Linked DNA regions of Gossypium hirsutum: region 1 is linked to region 2. A link is a contact called in public Hi-C data. All regions are on one chromosome and are shown on one strand. Each heading gives the region's core, a stretch centred on a gene start, on an enhancer-like site or on the middle of the called end of the contact. The rest is flanking DNA. Distances are from core to core; before and after follow the strand shown.

Region 1 (6,511 bases), core at 729-3,228, 59 kb after region 2:
TTATTGTCATATTAAAAAATAAATTACTGATTGTTAGAGTTGTGTGACCCGAATTCCAACTTGAAAATTCGAGATGTAACTCAGTTGTTAAAGAAATAAAATAGAGAGGCAAATTTGGGGATTAGTAGGGGTGAAGGACCAAGGTCGTAACTTACCACAGATCCCCATCCACCACTGAACTTGACCTCCGCCCCGCGGTACGAACCTTGCCGCACAAGTTGAATTCATATAGGACTATACTTCTTCTATTAAACATTGATTATAAAAAAAAAAGTTGTTTAACCTTTAAAACATGTGTAGTAGAAAACCTCTTGTATTGTTGTTTTTCAATATTAGTGAATTTCTCCTCATTTACCCATAGTTTTTTCCTGATAAGAGTTTTCTATTAAAATCTATGTGTTTTTATTTTTCTTTTTTATTGCTTTGAGATTATTTCTACTATCATTATCGATGTATAATATAACACCAATAATTGTTTATATTCACAGATTGATAAATAAAATAAAATTTATTCATGCAAGAGGAAAATATATGTGAAAACAGGATTATTTATATGATAATTATTCCACAAGCTTAAGTTTTATTTTTAATTATTTTATGGGAAAAATATTTAGTAGTGGAGTTTTAGACTCCCCAAGTAAAGTTAAAAGTTGACAAATATTTTGTAGGAATATAATAAAATATTAAAAAAACTAAATATTTTAAAAAAACATGTGATAATTTTTAAAGCTCCTTGTTGAATAAAAGAAATATATTGCCATTATACCAAATAATAATATTTATTTTATTACTTTACTACATTGAAAAAAATGGCATCATTCTGAACTCGTTTGTAAATTTTTTTTACTCCACTAGCAATATATAGAATAATAATCCTTATTTATATAGATTTCTAAGTAGGTTAATTGCAACACACATACTCAAATTAGGACTCAAATTCTAATTAGGATCTTTCTACATAATGATTAATCAAATATAATTGTCATCTCAAATTTAACATGAAATACATTTAAAATATATTAATTAAATTATAAATACGTATATATTTACTGCACTTTGAATCTAACGTGTTGCAAATAAACAATTTTCTAAACTAATTCAAGCATTCTATACAAACAGATTTACGCTTTGATGAATGTATTTTAAATAAGGTTGAATTCATATTTGAATTGATATTGAATGAATAATTTTGAAAATATTTGGTCCAATGTAAATTGTTAGGATGTATTTGGGCTCAGCCAAGCCAGATGAGCGGGGGAGCCGAGGAGGGGATCTTTCCAAATTCCAAGAGCCGTGGACTGAATAAAAATGAGTATGACGTGAGGACCTTGCCTGGCTCTCTGGCTAGCTGGCTTCATAAGTCAGTGGGATTAGGTATTCTCACCTAGCGGGTCCCCACCTTTATTATTTTTTCTTTTAAATCCCTAACAACCGTCAGATTCAGATAAAGCCGTGCCGTCAACTGTGTTGACCTTAGTACAACGTGGACTGCTCGTACCCTAACTTTTCTCACCCGTTGTCTCGTCATGGTCTTCAATTTAATTTGATTTTCAGTATTTTTATTAATTTTGAATTTTGAATTTTTGAACTTTATTTTGTGATTTTAAAAAAAAATTGATAAAATATTTAAAAGATTTCATTCTTTTTAAACTCTATATAATATTTTAATATAATTTTTATTATTTAAATATAAAATATTTATTTTTTATACCATAAGTATTAAAAGTAACAAAAATAAAATTCAGCATAACCTCGATTTTCTAATTTATAAAATCTTCATCAATTTACAATTCTTTTTTCTTTCATTTAACGCGGTTCTGTCTCTCTCAAATTTCGTCCCGCACCGTTTTAACTCCCTTCTCCGTCCTACCTCGCCCAGAACTCGCCACGTAGCCCCTCTTTAACAACTGCCACGTCATATCTCCCTCAAGTAAAAAACGGCTGGTCCACGTTTACTCTTTTATACTCCTTTTTCCTCTCTTTATTGAAAGCTTCAAAAAAAAAAAAAACTGCATATTACCCCCTCCCCCCACTTATTTCTCTAGTAATCTTTTAAATTTCTCGTTTACTCATGGAAAAGCACCACCCTTCGCCGTTCTTTCACTCCGACGACCTCATCCGCCGTAGATCCTCCGCATCCGACCGAACCCATGATGATTCTAGCGATGATCATGTCAAGGTCAAGCCCCACATCATGGAAATGGATTTCTTTTCTACCGATCATCATCAAGACAGCAAGATTAATACTAATGGTTCATCTTCTTCATTTGATGTTAACGTAAGGTTTTGAATTACTATCCCATCTCTCTCTATATATATGGAAATTTAACTGTAATTTACTAAAAATATATTTGTTTTCAGACTGGATTAAATCTTGTCAGTTCAAGGACGCCTAGTGAAAAGAAATCCAACACTGAAGTAAGTGTTTTCATTTTCATTTTTTTTAAGTTACTGAGTTTAAGCTTTGTTAATGGAGGATTGGTTTTTTTTTTTTGTAACAGATGAGTGTTCTTAAAATCGAATTAGAAAGGTTACATGAAGAGAATCGAAGACTGAAGAGCATGTTGGATCATATTACAAGAAACTACAATGAACTACAAGGTCAACTATTCATGGCGGTACAAAAACAGGCCCTACTTGCAATTAATAAACAACAGGTGACCAAAAAACAAAACCCATGAAATTTATTTTCAAATATTATCTTCATCATCTTCCTAGGTGTTTCTCCTTCACGTGGTATTAAAAGAAAAATTGGTTAACGTGCAATGTGCTCTTTTGATTAAGAGTTGAATTTTCGCATCTACTCTAAGTAAATTAACCTCTATTTATTTGTACTGGTAAAAATTATTTCTTGTACATTAACATGATATATGCATAACATGTTGATGAGATATTCCATCAACCATCAACCAAGTCAATTTTTAACTATATAAAAAATTAAAATTTTTAACAAAAAAAATTAATATGCTTTTTAAATTAATGCACAGAAATTAATTTACAATCCGACTATTAATATAAAGTCCTCCATCGTACTTTGAAAACACTTTTCTTCTTAATTTTTTCCATTAAATTCATAAACAATTCTATCTTCAAATCTTCCATGTGCTACACAGAGTAGAAACTAGTATATAGAATATGTGGCGATAACTCAACCACTTGCCTATTAGCTTTATTTCCAACTCCCCAAATCTAGCACAAAAAAATGAAGCTCATGATCTTAATTATTAGGGTTTCGGTTATTTTTAAGTAGAGTCAGACTCTTAAATAATGAAGCTTTCCGGTGTTATTTTTTTCAAACTCGAGATCTTATCACTTGACCTTTAGTAGGCTTTAATGGTATGCAGTAAGTGTGACTTAATGTTTTATTTTGATAGATTTAGAGGTAGTGATGGATGATTGGTTCAAAAAGGAAAACAAGGCAATATTTTTCTTCTCTCATTAATAGAAAGGGATAAAGTAACTTTTAGTCCTAAATTTGGTAATTTTTTTCAATTTGGTCCTTAAACTTTCTTTTGGTCCACATTAGTCCTTAAACTTGGCAAATTTTTTCAATTTTGATCTCCTGATATTGTACCATATTATTTCTAGGAATTTAGTCCATCCACTTATCAACTTTCTAGGAATTTGAAAATATAACACCAACAAATATAATAAATAGTAATAGTTTTAATAGTTGGACTTAAATGTTAAAATCTGAAAAGTAGAACTTAAACTTAAAAGTATAAGGACTAAATCAAATTTGTAAAGAGTAAAAAGATTTATGACATATTTTAAATTTTTTTATAAAAATATAATTGTTTTAGAAAATGACTTTACACCAATCACATAGTTCAAAATTGAAAAAAATTGACAAGCTTAGGTACTAATTCCAAGCATCATCATGATTAAGGTTTAATAAGAGTTTGGTACTGAAACAGGTGAACAAGGAAGGAGGAGTAAAAGGCATGCCGAGTCATCCCATAATGTCAATCCAACAATCCATGGACCCACGACGACCATCGACTACATTAGATGTGAACGAGCCATCGGCAACTGACGACAAGAGGACAGAACTGTCAGCCTCTTCCCCAGCCAACACCACCACCTCCACCATGGATGTCGTGTCAAAGGACGGCAACGACGACCATTATCGGACGGTTCATATTCAAGGGAAGCACGTCTTTGTCGAAGATGGAATCGATCAAACGTGTCAACAGAGCTGGGGTACTTCGCCAAAGAGTAGTCCAATGGTGGATGAGCCAAAGAAGGAAGAAGAACAGGTCCCTGAAGTAGCTTTCAAAAAGGCCAGGGTGTCGGTTAGGGCAAGATCAGAAGCTCCCATGGTAACTAATTAATATTGTACACATCAATAAGAGAATGCGTGTCTGTATGTATGCATGGAAATGGAGGGTCTTAGGTTTTCTGTTTTCCTTTTTGGTGCAGATAACCGATGGGTGTCAATGGAGGAAATATGGTCAAAAGATGGCGAAGGGTAACCCTTGTCCACGCGCTTACTACCGTTGCACTATGGCTGTTGGCTGCCCAGTACGTAAGCAGGTACGTCCAAGTCTCTACTTTTAACGATAAAGCAACATTTACTCTCTAAATTTGACAACTTTTTTTATTTAGTCTCTAACCGTTTTTCACCTTAAGTTACGTTTGATAAACTGAAAAATTAAGTGTTGAATTTAAATTAAAAAATATGTTTGGCATATTACTTAAAATTAAGTGTAAAGTATAAAAATGGTCATGCAACTAAGTTCGTATTTTTATTTTGGTCACCCAACTTTAATACTTTTCAATTTAGGCACTAATGTTTGAATTCATTCTTGTTTTGATCACCCGCAATTAAATTGATAACGGAAAATCTTTTTCTAAATGGTATAATAACACATTTAGTCTTCAATACTTGCATATATCATTTTGGTCCTCATACTTAACCAAAGCTTTCCGTTGTTAAAATAAATGCATTTTACATCTATAAATTTCTAAAACCCAAAAAGGAAAAAAAAATTGTCTCAATTAACGAGCCGCTTTCCGAGCCAATTCCTAATACCTATAAGTTTAGCTTGAAACTTTATTTCCTTTTTTTTTCATTTGCTTTCTTCTTAATCTAATATTTTATAACCCTTTGATTGATAAAATTTTGGCTAAAAAAAATAGAAAAACCTTAAAAAAAAGAACACTTTAGATTTACTCTTATTGATAACAGCATGATATTTCCTTCAAAGTACATCGAAGTAGTCATCGAAATTGGTCCTTAAAATTGGAAATTAAATCCAAAGTTAAGCAATATGGCTTTGAATAATGCAATTGTTCAATCAATAATTATATAAGAAAAAAACTATAAACATTTAATTTTTCATAAGAAAAAAATGTGAAAAAATTAATTGAATTTCCTTTTGTTACATTGACAATAAATTTTTTAATTTTATAAACCGATTAAGAGATTATTATTTGTTCTATTTATTTTTAATTATTTGTTTTTAATTTTAAATCCACAATAAGCAATATGTATAACTAATAATTTGATTTAGTGTGAAATCAAAATAATTAAAAACTAAAATTATCCTAGCTAAAGTGAAAAATTATTTTTTTACAAATATTAAATTATTTATATAATTTTTTTATATATTATATTTTTAAAAGTTGTATTTCCTATTATTCTTAATGGTGTTTAGTTAATTTCTATTACTAACTTCTTACAAATATAAACAAAAGGGGTTATGTACCAAACTGAGTAATGTCAACCATAAATAAAACAATTAATAGATATGGAAAGAATAAGTATTAAGGACTAAATGTGTTATATCAGTTAGAAAAATAGTTTTTGCTATCGATTTAATAGTGGGTGACCAAAACAGGAACAAATTCAAATATTAGTCCCTAAATTAAAAAAATTTAAAGTTAGATAACCGAAACATGAACATGAGCATAATTAGGTGTCCATTTGTATAATTTACTTTAAAATTAAATACTGAAATTGTTTAATAAAAAATAATATAATTATAAAAATAAAATAAAATAAAATAAATGTAATTTATTCTCTATTAAATGATAAATAAGTCTCAGTTTACTTATTATATTTTACATTTTTTTGTAGAAAAAAATTCCATATAGTAATTTTTATTGGAAGTTATCAATAGTATTTAAAAGAGGTCGTATTTAATGAACTGTATGCACTATCAATGCACCACAATTCTCCGCAATGAGTAAAAGCAACACTTATTATTTACCTCTTGATTTAGAGATTTAGGGTTCTTCAAATATGAAGACGATATCATCATAAACATTTTCCATCATCGTGTCTCATTTTCATCACCTAATTAAATTTACTTGCTTGCAAGGAGGCCTTTGAAGAGTTTATCAATGGCAGTCGATAAAAGCATTCTTATATGATTTTTGACAGTAATTTGACCAATAATAAAACAAAATCTTGATTTATTATTTTCTTTATTCAGATTTAAACACATTTTCTAACAGGTGCAAAGATGTGCTGAGGATAAGAGCATTCTCATAACAACATATGAAG
Region 2 (6,259 bases), core at 1,130-3,629:
TTTTGAAAATTCACTAGTAATTCAAAAAAGTAGTGGTTAAATACATTTAATTAAATCATGCTATTAGTTCTATATCATGTGTAAATATGTAGATTTAGTTCATGTTATCCAATTTGATACTTTTTAATCCCTATACTTTTCGAATTTTGAAATTTCAATCTTGACACAAAACAACAACCGTTAAATCTAGTAATTGGCCTTTTTATGAGTAATATATGTAAATAGTAAACTGACATGCCATTACAAATATGATAATATGTTTGTCATATAAGACTTTGAAAATAACTGAACTTAATGAACTTGGGTTATGTCATTTAATCATTATTGAAATTTCAAGATTAAAAAATCATATGGACTAAAAATGACCAAATTAATATATAGAGATTCAATCTATAACTTATGCATAAGAAAAGGACTAACAGCAGAGTTTAACCAAAATCTTATTACAGAAACTTCAGGCCTTTTTCTTTACTAATGTATGAGCCCAAATGGCCTGTAGTCGAAGTTCCCATATCTCCACTATGACAAAGAACAAAGATTTAAAGAGGCAAAACAAAAGGTGGTCCAATTATAAAGAATTTAAGACAAAAATTGCACTGTTTTGCAAAGAAAGTGGTTCCATTTTTGAACAAAAGAAGAAGATTAAATTCCTTTTTAAGGAAAATTAGGTCATTAAATTATTAATATATTTACGTTTTGGTCATTTAATTTTAAAAAATTATAAAATGGTCACTGAATTATTCGAAAGTTTTCATTTAAGCTATTAGACTATTAAAATTACTATTTTATGGTCTTCTCTACTTGCACTGTCTATACAATCGAAATCTCTTTTTCCCTTTCTCTTTTATAGTTCAATTTTTTTTTATGAAACAGCCTTAAGCACCATGAATCTATAAACCAAAATCTAAACAGATTTTTTCTTCGATCTCTGACACTGACAATCAGATCGACTTGGACCTAAGATTTACGTACTTTTACTCATTGATGGGTATTGATAAATCATACAAACTATCAAATCATCGCTTGTAGCTCTCTATCCAAGTTTTTAGAAAAAGAAACTTAACCTCCTATTGATATAAATAAAAACTTTTTAATAGTTTAATGATCAATTTATAGCTTTATAAAATTAAGTGATCAAAATATAAATTTATTAATATTTTAGTGACATTAGATAAAAAAAAATTTTAAGAATAGAGATGACCAAATCCTCTCCCGTACCTATCAAAGAGACCATTCTTCCAACACTGTTTCTAAAAAAAACAACCCACCTGTTTGGATTTATTGCTTTGTATTAAAATCAGTTTCGTTTCCCTTACACAACCCTACAATTTTGCAAAAGATTGCGGTGCATGCAATCACCCTTGACCACACATATACGTGGGCTAACGCTTCATTAATAGCCCCCTCATATCTTCTAAACCAATTAATGTTTTTCTTTATTTTTTCATGCTAATTTTAATTATTATTTTTAATAATATTATATTCAAAATTTAAATTTACATTATTTCTTTAAAAATACAATATGTCTTATCACTGTATTTACACTTATCGATAGTTTTCCTTTATATCAATTTGAAATGAAAGGCCTCAAGTACATGCTCACTCCCCTCTCTCGCACGTCAAGGGTTCATTCATATGGAACCCAACTATATTTACAAGTTGCATGTATGTATTTATACGAGGCTTCATGTATATATAATATATGTTACTTTTTTTTATGTAATTATGAAAAGTTATAAAATAATTATTTAATTATTAGTTTCTTTTTTTTGTCATCCAACTATGAGGAGTTACAAAATTATCACTTAATTATTTGATTTTATCTTTTTTTATCATCCGATTTTCTTGGATTTTAAGTGTTTCCATTTTTACACTAGCCAATTGGTAACTAAAAAAAATAAAATTAAATAGTTGAATGATTATTTTATTACTTTTCATAATTGAGTGACAAAAAAAAAATTTGAGTGATCTTTACTGTACTTTTACCTTAAAATTTAATTTTGTTTTCTATTTTTCTTTTATCACATCATGTTGAAGTCATCTATGCAATAATTATGCTTTTAATGTCAGATGAGTGTTTGCATTTAATGCCTAAACTAGAGATTAAGTGAATAAACAAATCCTAATTAATACGACAACTATACTTTAAAGAATCATTTACAACGTTTCAAAGATTAAGATCCCATTAAACCATATTCAACACACAACGAAACAAAGCAGGTGAGTGAAGGGAGAGTGTGGAGAAGGTCTCAATTATTAGAAAGAATGAAATGAAGATGGGGAAGCTTCAAAGTCTAAAAGGCTTGAAGGTGGTTAAGTGTGGAAACACTTACAACAGTCCTTGACTTTGCTTTTTCATGTCTTTGTCTCTCTCTTTCGAATGTCGCCCCCTTTTCAAAGTTGATAAGAGGAAAGTTGGCAAATTGGCCCATTTGATTGGCTACATTACATATAATATCATTTTATTACAAGTTAATTTGGTCCCACGGGAAGCAAAGAGGGAGAGCGTGACTTTTGGATAAAAATAAAGTCAGCCTTCCTCCCCATTTGGATTAAGAAAATGACAACACAAGCGAATATGGAAATGGCATCCATTTCTTTATTAGTTTTCTCATCAATTAAGATGAGCATTACACGGAATTCATGTTGTATTATCTAGTGTTTCTCTAAAAAAAACCCTAATCAACAAGTGTTAGATGTAATGGTAAAATATATTATATTTACAAGAAAAGAATTTGATTCGAATACTAGAGATGACATTGTTGAGAGGGCTAACCATGAACCTCGAAAGTATTAGTCTTCATGGACCATAGAATGGACATGAATGATATACCTTTATTTTAATCCCTCACCCCCCAAAAAAAATCGAGCTAGGCGAAGTTAGAAAATTATTTTAAGGGGTTTGAAATGGATTATGAATGTAACACCCTTAACCTTTATCCATTATCGGAATAAGATTACGAAGCATTATCGGACTTTTCAAGAACATTTCATATCCTTAAACATACATATTAGAAAATAATCATAAATCACTCATATTGTCCCTTGTATGAGCCCTCGAGGCCCAAATTATGCATTAGAAATAAATTGGGACTAAACTGAAAACTTAGAGAATTTTTCATAAAATTTCAAAATTCTTCCTAGGTGCAGGGGACACATGCCCGTGTGGCTCACACGGCCAAGAGACACGCCTGTGTCTTAAGCCATGTGGGCATTTAATGTGGGGCACACGGTCGTGTCCCAGACCATGTCTATGGCCGTGTAACTCTCTGACTTAGGTCACACGGCCAAGCCATAGCCCGTGTACTAGACCGTGTGAAAATACCTGGGTATTCTATTTCTCAATTTTAAGGATGCAGGGGACGCACAGTCAGACCACACGTCCATGTGTTAGGCCCTGTGTCACACACGGCTGAGACACACGCCCGTGTCTCTGCCCGTGTAAACGAAAATAGGCCATTTTAAGGCCACATTTCTCACCCATTTTGATATCAACCTATACACAACATTTTGACACATCAACACATCCCAAGCAAGCAATCAAAACAAGTCAAAATCATGTTTTATGCATAACATAACATCACATATACTCAAATAATTTAACTTACCTATTTAATCCATCTCATAATTTATTAAAATTTACTACTAATTACATACATACAAGCATATATCATTCACATCCACATTTTAATTTACTTCATTTCCAAACCAACATGTATATATATAAGTTGAATATTTAAACAAAACTTCACTCTTAATATTTAAACAAACTAAACTTTAATTAAATCCATACCAACCTTATACAAGCCATATAAATCATAGTATACGTTGCAAAAACTATCGGAACAAGTTGGATAGAGTGGCTTGATGTGTTGATCCGATCTCCCAACCTCACGTTAATTTACAAAGACATTAAACAACATAAGTAAGCTTAATGAAGCTTAGCAAATTCGATAGGTTAAACATAAATCTTACCGAACCTAATATAATAAATCAGATAAGTAAATTATTTATGCAATCTCCCTGTCAATCACAACCTTAATCGATGAACACACTTCTTTCAAATCAATATCAATAACAAACGATACAACTTTCAATTTCAATTACATATGTCATTTACCAAATCCTACCAAAACGGAGAACGGCTTACGGACAAGAGTACATCGTTTTCAGAAGCTAGAAAGCTGAACAGAAGCACATAAGTCCTAAATAGAAACCCATAAGGGTTGAGCGGAAGCTCATAAGAGCTGAACAAAAACCCATAAGGGTTAAAAAGAAGCTCAAAAGAGCTGAATGGAAACTCATAGGAGTTGAACAGAAGCTCGTGAGAGCTAAACGGAAAGTAAACACGAAATTTCGCAACAAATGCTGAACTTCAGTTTACTTGGGTAATTTGCTATCAATTCCTCCTTTTCTGTATTGCACCACACAATGATTGTACTCAAATCCCGCGTTTCATTTAACTCGGATATTCACTTGAAATTTATATCTTAATAATAATTCAATTTTCAACAATATACTAAATACGTAGTACCATTCATCAATTCAATATAATTATTAAAGTTTAACCATACGAACTTACCTGGGTTAAATTGTAAGATTTGTAGAAGTTTAGGGACAATTCTGCCAATTTTCCTTTTTTACGTGTCTCTAAAATATAAAATTACTCATTCATTAACATATATTTCAGTTCCAATTCACTTTGCAACTAATACCTCTCAATTTTTTTCAAATTTACATAATCACTCCAACTTTAACAACTTTTGCAATTTGGTCCCTTATTAATTAGTCTATCAAATGAACTAATTTTTCTTAATTGAAAAATTATCTAAATATTCTAGGCTATCATACAACCCTTGATAAACAAAAATTTAATACCAAACCCTAAGTCTTTTCACAATTTAGTCCTAAAATCAATATCTATCAAAATCACTTTATAAAATCGTCATATCACTTTATAAAATCGTTATACAATGAAGTTAAAGCTCTAAATCTATTTTATTTCATCAAAAACATCCAGTACTCATCAATGGTAACTTTTAAAATTTCCAATAAAATTAAAAACTAATGAAATAGCTAGTTGGACTTAATTGTAAAAGTCTTAAAAACACAAGAATTACAAGAAAAAGGCAAGAATTAAACTTACATGAAGCTAAAATATGAAAACCAGACTTAAGAGCTCTTCAATGGTGTTTTTGGACAGAAAATTGGAGAAAAAATGGTCTAGAAACTATTAGAATCTCATTTTGGCTATTTAATTGTATTTTATTTCTAATTTTGCCCTTAAATCACATCATTTTGTTATTTTTTTGTGCTTATGCCACCTCAGCCACTTCACTTAGGCCCAATTACTCTTTAAGTCATCCCTATTTACCATTTAAGCCATTTAATTACTATTTCTTTTAATTAGCAAGTTTTGCACCTTTTTTTAATTTAGTTCTTTTTAATTCATTAACTATCAAAACGTTAAAATTTTCTAACGAAACTTTAATACTACCTTAATAACACTTCGTCAATATTTATAAAAATATTTACAGCTCGGTTTATAGAAACGAGGTCTCGATACCTTATTTTCTAAATCATTTGACCTAATAAATCCTTATAAAACACAAATTACTAATGCAAAAATCTTTCTAAAATCACATTTGACTCGTAAAATACTAAATAATAAAATTTATGAGCTTACTCGTCAGATTTGGTGGTCTTTAACCACTGTTTTCTGACACCACTGAAAATCGGGTTGTTATAATGAATTTTTTGAGAGGTTAAAGTATAATTTTATCATTATATTAAAATTTCATTTTACACCATTTGAAAAGATTAAATGACCCTTGCATGCTATTGATCAATTAAATACTACTGAGTCATCAATAAAATTTTGGCTCAATGATAAAGTTAAAGTGCTAGAAGTTTTGAGTTTCTAAATTCGAGACTCTTAACCCATTGAATTATAAAGAAATAACAAGTAAAGAAAAGAAAATGAAACTACCATTTTAGAAAATTTAAGTATGCAATTACTAATCCAATGGCATTAATTGAGATTAAAGTGTTCATCTGTTGGATTATGTTTAAGTTGGACCCATAAAATTCTAATCAAGCTTATCTATATTTGTAAATTATTAATTTGAGTCTGTTTAGGTCTCTCTATATTATATTTTAGTTTTTAAAAAATATTGTTTTATTTAATATTTGATAATTCTATATAAATATTTCTTTTATTACCATTTTATATATTTTATTAAAATTTTAAATATAAAAA

What was found. A called contact is a pair of places that touch in the nucleus more often than the background predicts.
Region 1: a contact with region 2 is called in a Hi-C map of leaf, with 2.9 times the contacts expected there. The contact joins the promoter of LOC107922953 here to the enhancer-like site in region 2. A contact is called at or near these places in 7 of 34 Hi-C or Micro-C datasets (cotyledon, hypocotyl and leaf).

The regions. Positions count from the first base shown.
Region 1 is chrA12:83,556,577-83,563,087 of Gossypium_hirsutum_v2.1, forward strand. LOC107922953 (probable WRKY transcription factor 47) reads left to right here and starts at 1,979. Exons shown (of 6, transcript XM_016853160.2): 1 at 1,979-2,278; 2 at 2,362-2,418; 3 at 2,502-2,657; 4 at 3,918-4,322; 5 at 4,423-4,536; 6 at 6,463-6,511. The coding sequence starts at 2,072.
Region 2 is chrA12:83,496,897-83,503,155 of Gossypium_hirsutum_v2.1, forward strand. No RefSeq gene overlaps it. Among protein-coding and RNA genes, the nearest start is that of LOC107922963, 5.9 kb to the left of the region's middle. Within about 2 kb of position 2,380, at least 2 of the 9 cell types and tissues checked have an H3K27ac peak or open chromatin away from gene starts, as enhancers often do. A contact at or near this core is called in hypocotyl and leaf, where this site is marked.